Regions from separate parts of the Mus musculus genome. Here all the other regions are linked to region 4. Evidence: chromatin contacts called from public Hi-C and HiChIP or PLAC-seq data. All regions are on one chromosome and are shown on one strand. The core of a region is the stretch at or near the end of the contact, and the rest is flanking DNA. Distances in the headings are between cores, read along the strand shown.

Evidence for each region. Hi-C and Micro-C count contacts between places; a contact is called where the count stands out from the background. HiChIP or PLAC-seq counts read pairs in DNA pulled down with a chosen protein or histone mark.
Region 1: a contact with region 4 is called in a Hi-C map of bone marrow-derived macrophages, with 14 read pairs. The contact joins two enhancer-like sites. A contact is called at or near these places in 1 of 39 promoter capture datasets (embryonic stem cells), 1 of 15 datasets of contacts at CTCF or cohesin (large pre-B cells), 5 of 484 Hi-C or Micro-C datasets (bone marrow-derived macrophages, cortical neurons, muscle stem cells and 2 more) and 1 of 115 datasets of contacts at active chromatin or transcription factors (embryonic stem cells).
Region 2: an H3K4me3 HiChIP or PLAC-seq map of the SCID.adh cell line shows a contact between it and region 4, with 4 times the contacts expected there. The contact joins two enhancer-like sites. A contact is called at or near these places in 2 of 15 datasets of contacts at CTCF or cohesin (CD8 T cells and pro-B cells), 45 of 484 Hi-C or Micro-C datasets (B cells, the C2C12 cell line, CD4 T cells and 33 more), 20 of 115 datasets of contacts at active chromatin or transcription factors (the 230-238 cell line, the SCID.adh cell line, astrocytes and 13 more) and 2 of 9 other capture datasets (adipose tissue and embryonic stem cells).
Region 3: an H3K27ac HiChIP or PLAC-seq map of heart atrium shows a contact between it and region 4, with 7 times the contacts expected there. The contact joins two enhancer-like sites. A contact is called at or near these places in 5 of 484 Hi-C or Micro-C datasets (the G1E-ER4 cell line, the HL-1 cell line, bone marrow-derived macrophages and 2 more), 7 of 115 datasets of contacts at active chromatin or transcription factors (bone marrow-derived macrophages, embryonic basal ganglia, embryonic forebrain and 4 more) and 1 of 9 other capture datasets (embryonic stem cells).

The regions. Positions count from the first base shown.
Region 1 is chr10:41,866,911-41,869,823 of GRCm38.p6, forward strand. The region is part of intron 1 of Sesn1 (sestrin 1); the gene reads left to right. Among named protein-coding and RNA genes, the nearest start is that of Sesn1, 58 kb to the left of the region's middle. Within about 2 kb of position 1,266, at least 19 of the 459 cell types and tissues checked have an H3K27ac peak or open chromatin away from gene starts, as enhancers often do. A contact at or near this core is called in bone marrow-derived macrophages, where this site is marked.
Region 2 is chr10:41,889,485-41,892,319 of GRCm38.p6, forward strand. All of the region lies in intron 1 of Sesn1 (sestrin 1), which reads left to right. Among named protein-coding and RNA genes, the nearest start is that of Gm33058, 68 kb to the right of the region's middle. Within about 2 kb of position 1,362, at least 10 of the 459 cell types and tissues checked have an H3K27ac peak or open chromatin away from gene starts, as enhancers often do. A contact at or near this core is called in the SCID.adh cell line, where this site is marked.
Region 3 is chr10:41,931,878-41,935,043 of GRCm38.p6, forward strand. The region is part of intron 12 of Armc2 (armadillo repeat containing 2); the gene reads right to left. Among named protein-coding and RNA genes, the nearest start is that of Gm33058, 25 kb to the right of the region's middle. Within about 2 kb of position 1,789, at least 134 of the 459 cell types and tissues checked have an H3K27ac peak or open chromatin away from gene starts, as enhancers often do. A contact at or near this core is called in the G1E-ER4 cell line, bone marrow-derived macrophages and heart atrium, where this site is marked.
Region 4 is chr10:42,292,730-42,295,754 of GRCm38.p6, forward strand. No RefSeq gene overlaps it. Among named protein-coding and RNA genes, the nearest start is that of Foxo3, 18 kb to the left of the region's middle. Within about 2 kb of position 1,317, at least 46 of the 459 cell types and tissues checked have an H3K27ac peak or open chromatin away from gene starts, as enhancers often do. A contact at or near this core is called in the G1E-ER4 cell line, the SCID.adh cell line, bone marrow-derived macrophages and 1 more, where this site is marked.

The DNA of each region.
Region 1 (2,913 bases), core at 16-2,515, 430 kb before region 4:
TGATGCTGTGCCATCTTCACCATAGACTGCAGAGAACATGGAGGCTTTTCCCATCTCACAAAGGTTACTGTCTGAAGTTAAAGCACATCTGTTACTTCTCCCTCTGAACAGATTTTCTCACTGGAGAATGATTGTAACTGTATGAAGCTGCCAAACTGCAGAGCTGGTACCAAACCCTGATGCTTAGATTCTATTCTAACAGTTTCTTCCTTATTGTTTGTATAGGTACAGCCCTCACTCCCCCCCCCACCATTCTCTTATTGCAGCCCTCACTTCCCCCCATTCTCTTATTGCAGCCCCCACTTTCCCCCAGTCTCTTATTGCAGTCCCCATTTCCCCCCATTCTCTTATTGCAGCCCCCATTTCCCCCCCCCCATTCTCTTATTGCAGCCCCCACTTTGGTCCTATAGGAGAAGCGCAGGTGTATGGAGAACAAATTAATAGAACAAAATTCAGTTTGCATTTAAAGGAGTGCCTGCTGTGGTGCCCTGAAGTCAGGGTATTTTTTTAATTATTATTTTTATTTAATTAAAATATATCATTTTCCCTCCCTCTCCTGCTATGCCCTGCCCTACTCCCTCTTAAACTTATGGCCTCTTTTTTTATTAGCTGTTTGTCTTAGTCAGGGTTTCTATTCCTGGATAAAACATCATGACCAAGAAGCAAGTTGGAGAGGAAAGGGTTTATTCAGCTTACACTTCCACATTGCTGTTGATCACCAAAGGACGTTAGGACTGGAACTCAAGCAGGTCAGGAAGCAGGAGCTGATGCAGAGGCCATGGAGGGATGTTACTTACTGGCTTGCTTCCCCATGACTTGCTCAGCCTGCTCTCTTATAGAACCAAGACTGCAAACCCAGAGATGGTCCCACCCACAAGGGGACCTCCCCCTTTGATCACTAATTGAGAAAATGCCTTGCAGCTGGATCTCGTGGAGGCATTTCCCCAACTGAAGCTCCTTTCTCTGTGTTAACTCCAGCCTGTGTGAAGTTGACACAAAACTAGCCAGTACACTGTTATTGTTACATATATGTTTACAAATATATAAATGCAACCTGCAGAGTCCTGTTAGTGTAGTTATGAGAGTGTTTCAGGGCTATTTGTTACTGGATAACCATTTAGGGGTGTCATCTTTGGGAAAGATTAATCACCCCTCTCACAGCAGTTCTTAATTGCCACAGCTCTTCATCTGGGGGCGGTGCTTATGAGATGAGCCACATGCACTTTGCATGTCAGCTGGTGCTGCCCTTGGTTAAGTAGCTGTAGCGCTAAGATTTTATGGGTGTGTGGCTTCCCTATAATGTCTTGCTGCAGACTTCCTTGATCTCTTGCTCTTAGACTCTGTTTTCCCGAGTGCTGCCGAGCCTGAGGTTGTGTTGTATCAGTCGGGGCTGGGCACCTCCTGGTTAGTTGTTCTCTGCATTGTGACCAGTTGTGGCTTTCTGTCATGGTCTCCATCTGCTTTGATGAGGGGTGAGAGTTACACTTGCCTGTGGTATAGGATAAGTATTTAGAAGGTGCTTAGGAATTTTACTGGTTTGGGAAAGTAGTATGTTCTCCTCCAAGATCCATGACCTCTCGAGTCACATGGTTAACTAAGTTTACAGCACCAGGCCCCATTTCCTTCCTGTTGAGCAGGCCTTCAGCCCAGTCAGACAGACAGTTGTTGGCTCCCATTAAGATATAAGTGCTCTTGTACCTGCAGGGATGGCTGTCTCGCCATGCAGGTCATTGTCACAGACCCTGGGCAGCACAGCTGAGGGGGGCTGCTGGTTACTTCCCGCCCTGGGCATCGTGCAGATTGCCTTCTGGTACTATGGAAACTAGTCCTCATTCTGTGTCCAAAGTATATAATATCATTAGCAATAGGGACTTACCTTCAACTTGGAGGCAACTAAAGGCAACAGCAATAGTCTATTGCCAGGGGAGTCCCTTGGGCTCCCTTCACGAACAACAGCTCAAGAGGGTTTCTCATGCCTGCATCATCTAGTTATTCCTGGTACATGAACACTTAACAGAAGCACATTGAATGAATAGTGAAGGAAAAAAATTCTGGTTTTTGAGGCAGTTCATTTCTAAGAGTTGAACATCTTAAGATTGTATTAGTCAGGGTTCGCCAGAGTAGTGGAACTTAAGGTTTGTGTGTGTGTGTGTGTGTGTGTGTGTGTGTGTGTGTATTCAATACATGTGAAAATAAATATATATATATATATATCCACACACACACACACACACATGGAATTTATTGGAATTACTTATAGGCTGCAGTCCAGCTAATTCAACAATGGCTGGCTGGGCATGGAAAGTCCAAGACTCTGTAGTCACTCAGTCCCAAGGCTGGGTGTCTCAGCTAATCTTGAGTATATGCCAGAACTGAAGAAGTAGCTCCAATGCCATCGAAGGAATGGAAGTACTAGCAAGTAGGCAAAGAACAAAACCTTCATGATTCCATGCCCTTATATAGGTTCCAGCAGAAGATGTGGCCCAGGTTAAAGGTGTGTCTTCTCACCTCAAGATTCAGATCAGAGGTGTGTCGTCCTACCTCAAAGGTCTGGACCAGAAGTGGAACCACCCACTTCAACCCAAGCAGAAAATGCCTCACAGGTGTACTTCCATTTCTGGATTGTAGCTCATTCCAGATATAGACAGGTTGACAACCAGGAATAGCCATCATAAGCATGATGTGCATAATGGAGCCAGGCATGTGACACACGCCTAGAAACGCAGTAATCAGAAAGCAGAGGTATGGGCTATAGTGACACTCACCAAACGAGAAGAAGAGCAGAAAAAAGATAGGGGTCTTGAGAGTGCCTGTGAAGACCTAGGTTAAGAATGCTGTGACAGTGATCCATCATCAAGTGAATTTTCTTGCTCTTTCTCTCCCTGGTACCGTGGAAATGAGCCAAGCGAGGGA
Region 2 (2,835 bases), core at 112-2,611, 400 kb before region 4:
TTGACATCAGTGTTATAAGATATAGTCTTAAATATCTAGATGGGCTTTTTTTAATGCATCAAGTAGACAAAGAAAAAACATGCTTCAAATAGTTTACTGATTTTCACCTAATTTTTCAAGTAGGTAGATTGACACCTCATAGAAAGTCTTTAATCTGTAGCCAGTCAATCATTCTTAAGGAGGCTGATGAAGGTCGTCGGAACATAAGCAAAGCATGTGATTAGACAGGGCTTTGGTCCACAAGCACTGTTCACACGGTGGCACAGGACGTACTGTTTCTGTGTGCTGTCAACGCCACTCAGAATGTCCATCTTCTGAGGATTAATCAGTATTGTTGTACATTGGTGAGGAAGCAGGTGCTGGTGTGGGCATGGCTTTCAGATATTGGTGTTAGTATTGTTGAGGGGTGGGGAGTCCTAGTTCTCATGTTAGCTTTTCCAGCCATGTCTTCACAGAGAACCTGTGAGGTTTATGCTGATTGCCATCTGCATCTGAGTTCAACAAGAACTTTTATTCTTGGCAGGTCTGCCTCCTAGAATCTGGATTGTAAGATTTGCTCAGAGTCTAATTGAATTCTCACAACTACAGAAGGGAAAATAGTTAAAGTAACCTACATAGGAAGTTAGAAAATGCATTCAGTTTGACTTGGGCTCTCACACTAATAAAGCATTAAAGACATTGGCTTCTTTTTCATAAAGATTATAAAAGACATATACATTTTGTAGATTTCAATATCATAAATCATATGTTCCTTTTTTGTAAATACTAGTACTTAAAACAGTACTCGGTTCCTAGCATGCTATGTCAGCTGCTATTGCTGCTCTTAATTTTTTATTACCATTATTAGCTCTATATGGGTTTGTTTGTTTTTCTTTTTTTTTTTTTTTTTGCCCCTTTATATCAGTTAAGGAATAAGCAGAAAACTAAAAAGCAGTTTCATTCTCAGACTGCACACCCCCAAGAGCTTTGTAAACTCTTCTGTAGGTATCATGAGGTAGATGTAGATGTGGTACTGTTGCTGCTGTATCTCCCTCATCTTCTCTTTACACCTTACTTACACATTAGACCTGCCCAGTTAAGAGTTTAAATGCTCTCATGGGAATTACAAACTTGCTAACAGAAGTCCTTATTTTGGCCCAAACCTCCTTTCCTACTCTGTTCTTTTTCTCTCAGGAGATGGTGCATGGAAATACTTGGCCATGCTTGGGATCAACCCTAGGGCCTTGCACATGCAGGGACAGCTCTCTCCACTGAGCTGGCCATCATTCCAGTGTGTGCTATACTTTGGGACTCTTCCAAGGTGAGGAGTCTTTATGCAAGCTTTAGTAAGAACAGGTAGGTCCTGTAAGAAAACTGTCATCTGTTGACTTTCTCAGAGGTCAGTCTGTGTGTGCTGGGTGGCTGGATAGAGCTACTCACTGTCCTGTCTGTACCTGGTCTGAGGTAAATTGGGATACACACTCAGCTCATCAGGAACACCCCATATAACTAGCCTTTTGTTTTTTGATTGACATAAAATTAATTAGAAAAGGTCACGGCCCTTATATCTGTCATGTACCTAATCTATTAGCTAAAAGAGAGAGTCTGTCAACTTTTAAGCCTAGCCTTTAAGTAAGGAGAGTAAATTCACTTGATTCTAGAATAGAGTAACCAGAATAATATAATTCAACCTGTTCGTTTTGAAGGTCATATGGATGTCAATTTGGTGTCATTTAAAGAAATACTACCCAGATATTTCAAGCAGTAACAAACACATGTACACGCGTGTTGTGTCTTCCTTTCTCTACGCCCCCACCCCAGCATATGTTCTGCTTTGTTCTCTTGAGGACCACAGCTTTGTTGATCATGTTGAACTTTTCAAACAGTCCTCCATTGATTAGCAATTAGGTTGTTTATCAGAATCAATAGTGTAGTGGTTTACCTTTATGTGTGAGTACAAAATGTGAGTCTGTCTGTAGGTTCCCACCTATGGTCTTTGTAGTTAATGCAGTGCGTTGTTGTTGCTTTGGGAGTTGAGCATGGTTTCGGTCATTCTCACTTCCTTTTCTTGGAAGTGTCTCTGACCCTTTGCAGTCTTTCAAGTTCTCTGTTCATCTTTGACTGTGTACCCTTCCCCTCATGCCAGTCTGTTTGGTTACCAGATTTATCCGTCGTTTTTGACTTCCAGGTTTTGTAGCATTATTGGTTCTTTTCACTCCACAAGCATTTGGTAGGACTATTGTTTGTTTTGTTTTCTTCATGTTTAACTCTGATTTATTGTGGGTTAAAATATAATTCAACTTCATTTTTTTCTGAGTGACAACAAGTTGTTTCAAGATCAAATAATCTATTTGGAAATTACATCCTTTGCTATCCTGAAGTCATGAGTATTGTGTAGTGTGTCTGAGTTACAAAATGAATAATAAATACTTGAAACCCTAAATACATGTTGTTTAGATAATTTGTAAATTAGAAAGGGGGCAGGAGCCTCAGCTTTGTACTTTTTCCCAGTAAATCTTAACAGAGATAGGCAGACAGATAGATAGTTTGGTCAGAGTTAAGAAGTTAGGCTAAGGGCTGGTGAGATGGCTCAGTGGGTAAGAGCACCCGACTGCTCTTCTGAAAGTCTGAAGTTCAAATCCCAGCAACCACATGGTGGCTCACAACCATCTGTAACAAGATCTGACTCCCTCTTCTGGAGTGTCTGAAGACAGCTACAGTGTACTTACATATAATAAATAAATCTTTAAAAAAAAACAAACAAACAAAAAAAAAGAAGTTAGGCTAAAGAGGTCATTGTTTTAGATTAATAGTTGTTACATTTGTTTCAAAAGGAACATTTTTCTCTCCTGGAAC
Region 3 (3,166 bases), core at 539-3,038, 360 kb before region 4:
GAACGTTTATCCCAGAGCCTGTGACTTCATCTGGGCAGACCAAGGGCTGCTTTTTCTAACCCACCCCCCAAGTCCTTAACACATCTAAATATCTTTGGTTCTAACGTCTATGTGGGTCATGGCGTGACGAAGAAGATTCAGTTTGAAGTGGCTTCAGGAAAGGAAGAGTTAATACTGTCACAATGCCTCTCTCCCTGCTGGATGGAAAAGGGAGGGGGTGGTTCCTGGCAGTAGCAGTGCCAACTGAAGGATGGCATGCGAGATCAACAAACGGGGACGACAGATTGCGCCGTTTGCAGCACCCAGCTCCCACCACCTGCTCCCCTCACTGTTTCTGTCCTTTGACTGTGGCGTCTTTTCTTCCCACCTCTTGAAAATATGTTTTCCAGGGAGCCAGGAGCACAAAATAGGCCAAAACAGAAGCAGTCTCGTGGAAGGCTGTTCCTGCACCTGCGCTTGCGTGGCTCAGCCACAGTCCTGAGACTGGAAGCTAGGGAAGGGTCTCTGTGAGACCATAGCCTCATTTTAAGTGGCCTGCGCTCTCATTCCTGCCCTGAAGAGTCTCCCCCCACCACCAAACCAGAGCTGCACAGAGGTTATCTACTGCTGCCCTGACCAACCCACCTGAAGTATACAAAGTAGTTCTTAGCTAACAAGACAAATCCCATAAACCCTTATAGAGAATATCACAAGAAAGTCAGGTGTAATGCCACTCGCCTTTCATCCCAGCACTTGGGAGACAGAGGCAGGAGGATCTCAGAGTTCGGGGCCAGTCTGCTCTACATAGTGAGTTCCAGGACAGCCAAAGCTACAAGTGAAACCTTATCTCGAAAAACAACAACAAAAAAAAAAACAAAAACAAAAAACCCAACAAAATACATCGCGAATGACAAATGACCAGGTTCACAGACCCGCAATCTCACCATAGAAGCAGTTCCTTCAACACATGGCTCTCCGTCTCTTACTCTTCCCCAGTCCCTGAGAACAGCACTCCACTCTCACAATATTTTTTTAAACCAACACATCGGTGCACACTCACACAATGACATGGTTTTGAAATAACAAAATGAAAAGGGATCTGGAGAGGCTTTCAACGTCCCTGAGAAGGCAGAGTAACCAGTTCATACGGACTTCCTAGTTTTGCTGAAAATGGAATGATCAGCAGCTATAGCCAACCAGAACACAGACCAGCAGCACACTCCCGTAAGAAGCCGACCTTCCTCTAGGAAGCCAGCCATGTCCTCCTCCTGGCAGCATGGTACGCCCTAACAGACATGCACTTTGCTAAGACATCATGGGCCCCACAAGTTGTAAATAAATGGCTTTAACTATGGAAGGACACAGAAGAGGACACTGTTATACAGAATGGTCTGTGACCAGCTCCAGGGCATTAGCAACAGCAGGAGCTACTATGGGAGCTACCTTCTTCCATCTGAGGGATATTGGCCTAAAGCCAACAAGAGATTGCCACCCCCACCCTGACGTACGGAAACTGAGGCTTCTGGAGACTGAAGGACACGGTGAGGGGCACTCAGGGCCTGTCTGAGCATGCTAATGCACTTCAATACCTCATTCCCAACTACCCTCAACCTCCAATGTCCCACAGACTTGAGGCATTTTTCAGGGGGCGGGGGTTTAAGACAGGGTCTCTCCACATAGCCCTGTATGGCTGCAAACTCACAGAGATCTGCCTGTTTCTGCCTTCTGAGTACTGGGATTAAAGGCCTGCACCGGGCATCTTTGACCCTTCACCAACCTCTCAAACTGGTTGCCTCACTTCTCTTGTGAAAGGCGCCCCTGGTGGCCGGTCTGTGCACTGCAGGAGGAGACTTGGAATCTCTTCATCTCAGGAGCAGAGCAATCTCCTCTGCTCAAAAGCATCCACTGCCTGTCCCCTCACCCTAAGGAGCATCCAACTCAGCCATCTGCCCCGTGTGACTGATAGTGCTTTACCACCCACAGGCAGCCAGAGTGGACACATGATTCTCACACGGCACCCTAAAATAGTCCCCGTGCATGATGCTGACCACAGGCAAAGGACTGATGTCAAGCTGTCACAGAAGGAATAAACTATGTTCCACAGACTCCTCATACTTAGGAGACAACTCCTATCCAGCCTAGGAAAACATTTTAGAAGGACCTTTAAGAATTAAGTTAAAGGGGGTTGAAAATTTAACACTCCCCATGCCCTTAACCAGAAAATTAATCAAGACACCCTGTTTTAAACTGGCTAAAACTGCCTGCATCTTAGAGTTGAGTTAGGATTTCCAGTTTGCTTTATCCGACTTTCCACCCTTAAATAAAACCTAAACATTTGAGTTTACAGGTGGCTAAAGAATAAAAGTCACCAAAGGCAGGCTGCAGACTTCTGAGAAAATACTGATTTACCTATCCTATCAGCACTGGCGGCGGGTTGACGGTTAGCCTGAGAGAATACATATTCATTCATTCATATATATATATATATATATATATATATATATATATAATCAGACCAATCTGAGAGACCACAGACTCAAAACTGCAGACCTAAGCAGACCATTCTGAAGGCAGAGATGACCACCTACCCACCCATCCAACTGCCAACCCAGCCACCCTATCAGCAATTATTCACTGAGTACCCACACTCCACACCTCTGAATGTGGCTCCCCCTCAAAAACACCAGGGCAACAGTTAGACTTTTACTGCGATGGGTTCTTTTTTAAGGCACAGACATAAAGGCATTTGGGCTCTGAGCTGAGTGGGGGAAGAGCCCGTTCCACAAGGACAAAAACAGTGGGAGCTGGAAAGAATGAGCAAGCTTCGGCCCACTGAGCCTGCCCGGTCAGGGGTGCAGAACGAGGGCAAGGCTGAACAAGGAGCTCACTCAGCCAAATGCTCTCACTTGCTCGCCTGCCTGCTCGCTCGCCCAGCACCGCTGGGAATGTGCCTGCAGAGAGGCTGGGAAGGCAGCCAAAGGGCACACTCCTGCCAGGGAGGAGGCAGAGAGCCAGTGGAAGCAAGTTGCCACACAAAGACACCAGGGGAAAGGGGTGGAGGGCTCTTCCTAACCAATCCAGCACAGTTGCTAAGAGGATGTGAGGAAGGGAGGGTGGGTTATCTCTGCGCGGCTAAATGCCTGGCCCAAGTTAGAAACATGGGGAGGGTGGGACGCTCTGCTTGCCG
Region 4 (3,025 bases), core at 67-2,566:
CCACCACAGCCCCACAAGTCTCTCGGTTCTTACATCCCCTGTTCCCTTTTCATTAGAAACAAAGCTAAGGAAAAACTGCCAACACCTCCTGCTGGCAAGAAATCGCACCTTAGAGGTACAGGTACCAGCCTCCTCTGTCCCCCTTGACTGAAGCATGCCCACTCTCACCAAAAAGAATGAGCCAGATAGGAAAAGAACCTTCTTAGTCTCTATTTAGGTATTTTGATGTTTGGAGACAGGGTCTCACTATATAGGCCAGGCTGGCTTTAACTTGACATCTCCTGCTTCCACTCGCCACGTTCTAAGACTAGAGGCATGTACCAGCACACCTGGCAGAATCCCCCCTTGGAAGCAGATGTGCTTTTATGAAGACCCCAACATGTCTTCTGGGTTTTATAACCAGTTCCACTTCTCCATACTAATCTAGCATAACTCTTAAAAGATTGAATAGTGACTCACCCCAGGGATGAATTGAGTCTCACGGTCGGGGTCTTGTTTTCCTGAGAGCCTCAACCTTCAGAACCACCTTGGGAGGTGAAGTGGGGTCGGCCAGTGGAGCTCTCAGCAAGCACTTGACCAGCTGTTTTGCCTGTGTGAGCCCTGCAATTACCTAGGGTGGGTTGGTCTGCTTTGCAACTACATCTATTAGCCTCAATCTTCAGTGCCGCTGGCCGCTGTGATCATGGTTGGAAGCATCCAGAGATGCTGTCTGACATCCGTCTCTCTCTGGGTATCATCAGTAACCCCTTAGCTGTGTGCTCCCTACCCTTGCTGCTGCCAAGTGCCACTGCCCCCACCTCTCCCCTGGATCTTTGCAAAATGGCCAACATAGGGGTTATGTCTGTGTGCATTCAGCCACACAGCAGGGCCACCAGTCTGTGCTGCCAAGCAGCGGCGGGTGCCTGCATGTGATTGCAGCTTTCAGAACATGCCTTGCGCACTCCAAAGCATTATACCAGAGGCAAGTCTCCACTTTCGCTCTTAAGTCCCTTTCTTGTAAACCACCAGGCTTGCTCAAGATGACCATTCCAGAAGCCTCTCTCACAGACACAGCTCAGACTGCTATCCAGGCTTTTCTGCTCCACCGGAGAGAGCACCACAGTTGCCCCTGGAGCACTGTGACCCCCAGAACAACTGAGCACTTGACCTCCTTATCTCTAGTGTCCGTCCTGGTAAGCCTTACTCCTTTGGTTTTCTACCTCTTGGCCACTACCCAGGAAGCTCTGGGAGGGGCAGAAGGGAACAGAAAGACCTCTGAGGAAGGCTCAAACATACAGTTCCATTACATTGCTCAAGACACCAAGAAACCACAGTACAAGTGCGTTGGGGAGGGTGACCTTACCCGAGCCCACACACCCACCCACACACAGCTGGTTGGCTGACTGGCCAGAGGCAGCTGCTTCTCAGCAACTTCTAGTACAATGAGTCACCTCTAAAACAGGACCCTTAACCTGCCCTGATGGGGACACTCAGACGTACTCAGGAGGGGTAAATTCTTTCCAATGGACCAGGATGAAGGAGCCATCATTTTCACACAATGCCATGAAGGTTCCCTCAGATGAACGAGTGCTTCTTCTATTTACCCACAACTCGAGGCCCTCTAGGTCAATCCTGCCTTGTTTCCAGCTAACAGGGAGAGGCCAAGAGGGCCTGGCTCAGTGGAAACCACTCAGATCTCAACCACACTTCCTGGGTTCCAGTGTTTCTCATGGGGAAATGAGTATTTTAATTGACTGGCACCTGCCAAGGGTTGGCTTTGTCTGAATGTTTGTAACCCAGCTGGGGACACTAGCTTACCATACTAGGAATGACATTGGGATTCCAAACATGTTTGGCACACATCCCAAGGTCTATTGCTAGTAAGAATCCAAGACACCTGCATGTGTGGCAGATGATGGGTACAGGCAGCATGGCACATGACATCCCTTTTCTAGAAACACTTATATCTGCTGGGCTCAGTCTCACTGGTTTTATCACGGTGTGGCTGACCACAACAGGGCCCCAACTTTGTAGGCAGAGAGGGAGAAGAGCACAGAATCGCAGTGCCCATTTCTTGTTGGCAGCTTTCAAGATCACACTGGGAAGTGTGATTGCATTAGCCTGCACCTTGTTACCAAGAAAACTAGAGAAGAAAGGAAGGAAGGAAGGAAGGAAGGAAGGAAGGAAGGAAGGAAGGAAGGAAGGAAGAGAGGGAGGGAGGGAGGAAGGAAGGAAGGAAGGAAGGAAGGAAGAGAGGGAGGGAGGAAGGAAGGAAGGAAGGAAGGAAGAAAGAAAGAAAGAAAGAAAGAAAGGAAGAGGAAGGGAAGGGAAAGGAAAGGAAAGGAAAGGAAAGGAAAAGAGAGAAAAAGGAAAGGAGAGAAAAGGAAAAGAGAGAAAAGGAAAGGAGAGAAAAGGAAAGAAAAGAAAAGTATTTTCTAACTAGGTGCCAGGGCACTGTGATAGGTTTCATCAGAGGCAGAGACTATGCTTGAATTTCTGATCTTCTCCTGCCATCTTGTGGCTGGGAGGACGAGCTTGCTCTAAAGACAAGGAGATGAAGGCAGGGAAGAGAAAAACAGTGCTGTGGCAGCCCAGTGACTTGCTGGGGTTCACTGCCCACCACTCTACATATCAATACTCATGTAGGAGTGTGTATTATGTGTATGTATTATGTATTATGCATGTATATATATATATATATGTGTGTGTGTGTGTGTGTGTGTGTGTGTATATTATGTCTGTATGTGTATGCGTAATATATGTATGTGTGTATATGTCTGCCTGTATGTATATATTATGTATGTGTGTATGCATGTATGTATGTATATGTATGTTTGTATATGTGTGTATGTATGTGTGTATATATGTATATATTTGTATGTGTTTATGCATAATGTATATGTATGTGTGTATATATGTATGTATATGTGTATTGACAGGGTTTTATCATGTAGCCTAAGCTGGCCTTGAACTCTCAGTAATCCTCTGGATTCACTCCCCTGAGTGTTGAGGTTACAGGTACAAGCTAACACACTCAGAAATATCC